Regions from separate parts of the Ovis aries genome. Here region 1 is linked to region 2. The links are chromatin contacts, called in public Hi-C maps. All regions are on one chromosome and are shown on one strand. Each heading gives the region's core, a stretch centred on a gene start, on an enhancer-like site or on the middle of the called end of the contact. The rest is flanking DNA. Distances are from core to core; before and after follow the strand shown.

Region 1 (2,700 bases), core at 84-2,583, 69 kb after region 2:
CTACGTCAAAAGCTCTCCACGTCCTCTACGGCACCGAGTCTCTGCTGCCTGGAGCGATGCCCGGCGCTGAGTAAATGCTCGGTGGGTATGTGACACTTCTCCTGGGGGAGTGACTGCCGCGTTTACAGCGCAAATACTCTCCCAGCTCTGACGTTGTTAATATACCTTCTACCCTTTCACCCTTCCCTCTTCCACCTTACAGAACCCAAATATAAAAGCATTCCTGAGATTCCCTGGTGGTCCAGTGGCTAAGACTTTGAGCTCCCAATGCAGGGGACCAATGAGTTCCATCCCTGGTCAGAGAACTAGATCCCACATACTGCAATTAAGACCTGACGCAACCAAAAAAAAAAAAAAAAAAAATCATTCCTTTCTTAGTTTCAGGCTATGTCCACTCTACTCTAGAGAAACTTCAAATTCTTGATTTCACTAGTTTTCCTCTTCTGTCAGATTGTGCATTCGTTCTTCAGGGGTGAAAATTAGAATCCAAAATACGAACAAAGACAGCAACTGAGGTTGAATAATCAATCACAAGCCGGTTCCAATGTTCGAGAGCCGTTCAAATCTTGCTGACCAAGCTATTTTTTTTCTTTTTTTTAATAACTCAAGTTGGAAATTACAAATGTTTACAAATGGCCCAAGCTCAGAACTCTGACGTTCATTAATGCATTACTTTCTCTCATCTCTAATTTACTATTAACTGATCTAATGCAGTCTTTACCAGAACCAAACTGAAGCCAGTACCTTATCTCCCTTTTCAGGCAGCTGGTCCCATCACAAAATAGTTTCCCAAATTCTATTTCCACACTTTCTTTACTAGTACTTGTGCACGCCCTGAATGGCTGTTCTAAGCCTTTTCCACCTGCTAAGGAGACGTCCTATGACTGCTCCCAGAGTGAGGTGTCCTTACACAGACACCGGAGTAAGGAGGGGAAGGAACCAAGGCCGTGTGGGTGCTCGAGTCTCTTCTTCAACTAGGATGTGATCCCTTTAGAGCAGAGCTTTTCCTTGAGGCTGTCTTGGTGCTCTCAGTGGGGTCTGGAGCAGGGGGTGACGGTGTGTCCCAGAAATTAGAATTGTATTTTGGGTATTCATCCCTGAAGAATGAATATACAATCCGACAGAGGAAGAAAAGTAATGAAATCAAGAATGTGAAGTTTCTAGAGCTGAATGGACACGGCCTGAGGCTGCGAGGGGAATGCTTTTATAGTCAGGGTCTGTGTAGTGGAAGAGGGAAGGTGAGGGAGTAGACTGTGTATTAATAGCTTGGACAGAGTTCTGTGAGAACTGGGAGAGTATCTGCACTGTACTCACGGCAGTCACGCCCTCCACAGATGTGTCAAATACCCACGGAGTGTTTGTTAAGCCCAACCACTGCTCTAACAGGACTGACGTCTGACCTTCCACCACCGGATGGAAAATACTTCCACAGAATCGACAGACACAGAAATTCTTAGGGATGTCTGCAGTTCCAGGGCACCCAGCCCTGCAGGGGAGAGACGTGGATGAATGCTGCAGCACCGTGGAAGGGGAAGGAGAAATTCCACGAGCAGGAAACGTGACTCCTGCCTCTCAAAGACTCAGTGCTTCACAGGCACCTTTAAGAAATGCGACAGCTTCAGAGTCTCAACCCAGGAGAATGCATGTGTACACAAAACTGCATTAATTTCAGGAAGCCTGTAGAACCCAAATTTCTCAGACTTGGCAACATGGGAGGTTTTCACTGCAGGAGCGGGAGAGGACAGCAAAACAGAGAATGAAAGCCAGACTCGGGGCATTTCACATGGGCAACTGAAATAACAGTGACCTCTTCTGATGCTACACTTCTGCTAAGTGACAGCTCCATCCCTAATAAATGAGCTTTTGTTTGAAATAAAATACCATGGTCAAGGGCAGAATTTTTCTGGTTGCAGCTGATCACAGCTGAGATAAAAGGCTTTGCTAGGGTAGAGCCTGACCAACTGGGTAGTCAATTCAGTCACAGTCTCATTAACCAAGGCTCCTTTCCACTGGTCTCAGTTTATCACATAAAACCTCTCCATCTAGCAACAGTTCTTCAATGAGTCCTACTCTGCACGCCCTGAACCTAATGGCATTAATAGTTTGACTTAAGCAACACTGGTACATACTGAGAACCACCAGTTCACATGCAGCTTCTCACCAGCCCTGAATTTGTTATAGGAGAAGCACAGAAGATCTTTCAACATCTCCATTTTAGACCTTTATTTTTGGAGGCTAATGATTCAACTCAGGGCTGGAACCTTGGAGAAATGGTCTAGGAGATACTGTAATTTATTTAATTAAAGGAACTGTCTACACTTTAGAAGTGCTAAACAGATGGTTGTAGTACAAACTGACCTTAAAATATTCTGAGAACAAAGCTTAAAAAGATAAGCCTTCACATTAGAACTGCAAAATGTAACATTGGAATGTACAGATTTTGGTCTTCAGAACCTTCCATGTAATAAACAACCTGTCACTTTCCTATCACTTACTGGGTGATTCTGGCCACCTTCCTTCTCCTTCACTCCCATGTGCGAACACCTAGTCCTGGTGCCTCTGCATCTCCATTGAATAGCTCTTGAATTAACTGACTTTTCTCCCCTTCCCCTGTCACTCTGCCAATTCCATCATCACATCCCACCCGGGCTATTATAACCTCCAACAGGAACTCCCATCTGCTCCTGCTCTAAACCAATA
Region 2 (2,700 bases), core at 157-2,656:
ATGGAGAATGAAGACAGCTCATGAGCACAGCTACCTTAAATAAAATTAGAGTATAAACATCAGTGTTTTTGTATCCAGTAAGAATAGAATTACCAAGTGCATAAGGCAGGAATGTCAATGTGTAATATCTTTTTTTTTTAAAAAAAAAGCCTCAGTTTCCCACAGACAAGCTTAACAAAGTTATTAATAATTAATCATATTAACATTTGCATAGCTCTTAGAGTTTTCGAGGCACTGTATTATTTCGCTCTGTCAATGTGACTGAGATAGCTTTCTACAAAACATAAATTCGACAGGAGTGTAGGCAAGAGGAAAGGTTAAACAGGAGAAGCAGATGAATTTGCTCAACTAGTCAAAATATTTAATTCATTTGTTTGAAACAAAATAGCTTGGATTCTATATCCCCCAATTGTCTGTCTTCTTGGGCAGAAAAAGGGCAAGAATAATTTCCATGTGTTTGCATCAGCAGTGAGTTCACAGTAAAGGAAATAAAACTGCGCTTTATTAGAAGAAAATCTAACAGACCACAAATGGCACTTGCCACCCATGGGCTGCTCTGGCGGGGCTCTGAGAGGCGGGGTGGGGCTTTGCCCGAGGCTGGAGTCCAGGCACAGCAGCTCCCAGCAGAGCAGTTCTTCTGCCCTTTGCCCCTCCTTGGGCAGTCGTGTCCTTCTTTGTGTCTCTGGACTTCCCTGATTCCTGCCCCCTCCCAAACCCCACCCATTCTAACTCTCATTTGCTCCCTGAGTCTCCTCTGTCTGCTTCTGTGGACTCCACTCAATTTCCTAGGGCGATGCCAGGCCCCCACCCTCCACAGAATCCGGATACCCCAGTAGCCTGACACTCCTCAAGCTCTCCTTAAACCTCTGGGAGGTGGTCAGACCGTGGAGGGGGTCTGCACACACGACCCTCCCTAAGCTTCCAGCTGTATCTCCTCACCTGCTGCGGGACCCCCGGGAGCCGCAGCACCTGCCTTCCTCCCAGTCCCTGCCTGCCGTCCTGTCCTCTGGACCTGTAACCTTCTTCCGGGAAGGCCCCTCAGCCTCGGGCCTGTCTCTAGTGGACCCCCGGGAACCCTTTCCTGGCCCCCTCCCCTCCTCAGGCTCTCACATCACAGTGCCCTTTCCCTTCCCCCACGGGTGGACGGCGAGCGCCCCGAAGGCAGGGACCACACTTCTTACTGCATTCCCGATGGGCTAGCACAGTGCCTGGAGATGCTCCATCTCTGCTGAACCATGCAGAGAGCCATGTGCATGTTTTTTTATAGAAAACAAGTGTGAAGGCAGGTGAAGTCATTCTTGGCTCAAGTCTATAAAAAAAGAAGCAGGCCTCCAGTTCACTCAAAACACTGTTACTCACTCTCCTAACGAGCGATCAACAGCCAGCAAGTGAGTCAGCTCGGGGATGGGATTCAAAACTGTGAGAGACGTGAGCATGACTCACCCCAGCAGCAGCGGGCGGTCCTGTCCAGATTCTCATCTGAAAGGACGATGGAGCGGCCGCAGGAGCGAGCAGGTGAGCCCTGGCAGGTGCCACAGCTGGACAGAAGGCCCAGAGCTGGGTCTCTAAGCGTGGCAGGTGGCTCATTGGTATGTGCGGCAGAGGCCAGAGAGCAGGCTGATCAGACCCCACAGCTGCGGAAATTCAGTCCTCGTGAGGATCGTTCTCCACAGGGTGTGCATGAGTGACATGAACACAGGAGATGCTCTCAGCGCTGTCTGTAGAGCACACGTGTGCATGCTCAGTTGCTAAGCTGAGTCTGACTCTGCGACCCCATGGAGGGTAGTTCGCCAGGCTCCCCTGTCTGTGGGATTTCCCAGGCAAGAAAACTGGATCACTGGGAAAGACCCTGTTGCTGGGAAAGACTGAAAGCAGAAGGCAAAGGGGGCGGAAGAGGATGAGATGGTTAGATAGCATCACCGACTCCGTGGACATGAATTTGAGCAAACTTCCTCCTCCCTCCTCCCAGGATCTTCCTAATTCACAGACTGAACCTGTGTCTCGTGCATTGGAGGGCGGATTCTTCACCACTGAGCCACCCAGGAAGCCCGCCTGTGTAGCAGAAGGAAGGTGCTAACATGCACGCTAGATACAATGCAGAACTTAGCAGCACTTTCTTTGCTGTTGACCTTTTTATTTAGCAGAAAATTCTTTAAGACTGAGCACATTCTAATTGATGAATAACTCAACTCAGAAATTATTTGAGTCTACACTGAATTTTAAAGTGTTCAAACAGGAAAGAAGCCTATCTCATTTTTTTTGAAAAGGGTGAGAAAGAATCAAAATTTTTAAAGTCATCTGGATTCAGTTAAAAAAAAATCTTTTTTCTGGGAGTTATGATGTTTGAAGATTTTGAATATAAGTTTTCTCACTAGCATAGAATTTGACAAAGGAGCTCAGGAGTGGTTTGTTAAGATAGTGTTGGTCCTTTTATCTGATTGGGGCCACAATCTTTGCCGGAACATGCAATAATCTCATTTCTGAGCAGTGCTCCAGTTATGCCAGAAAAAAGAACAAAGAGATGATCAGCCTGTGAAAAGGCATGGCAAGAGGGAGGAAGGGAGATTAGAGGCAAGAGGAAAATTAGAAAGGAAGGGAGCATGCAGGGAGAAAAGAGAGAAAGACAGGAAGAAAGATAATTGTAGAAGAGCAAGACCCAGAGAGATGGGGGCTTTAGAGGCACCTGGTGTGTCAGGGATT

What was found. Hi-C and Micro-C count contacts between places; a contact is called where the count stands out from the background.
Region 1: a contact with region 2 is called in a Hi-C map of hypothalamus, with 4 times the contacts expected there. The contact joins two enhancer-like sites. A contact is called at or near these places in 4 of 16 Hi-C or Micro-C datasets (blood, hypothalamus, liver and 1 more).

Annotation. Positions count from the first base shown.
Region 1 is chr2:107,539,263-107,541,962 of ARS-UI_Ramb_v3.0, forward strand. The region is part of intron 1 of GALNT7 (polypeptide N-acetylgalactosaminyltransferase 7); the gene reads right to left. Among named protein-coding and RNA genes, the nearest start is that of GALNT7, 4.6 kb to the right of the region's middle. Within about 2 kb of position 1,334, at least 12 of the 54 cell types and tissues checked have an H3K27ac peak or open chromatin away from gene starts, as enhancers often do. A contact at or near this core is called in hypothalamus, where this site is marked.
Region 2 is chr2:107,469,970-107,472,669 of ARS-UI_Ramb_v3.0, forward strand. The region is part of intron 2 of GALNT7 (polypeptide N-acetylgalactosaminyltransferase 7); the gene reads right to left. Among named protein-coding and RNA genes, the nearest start is that of HMGB2, 70 kb to the left of the region's middle. Within about 2 kb of position 1,407, at least 25 of the 54 cell types and tissues checked have an H3K27ac peak or open chromatin away from gene starts, as enhancers often do. A contact at or near this core is called in hypothalamus, where this site is marked.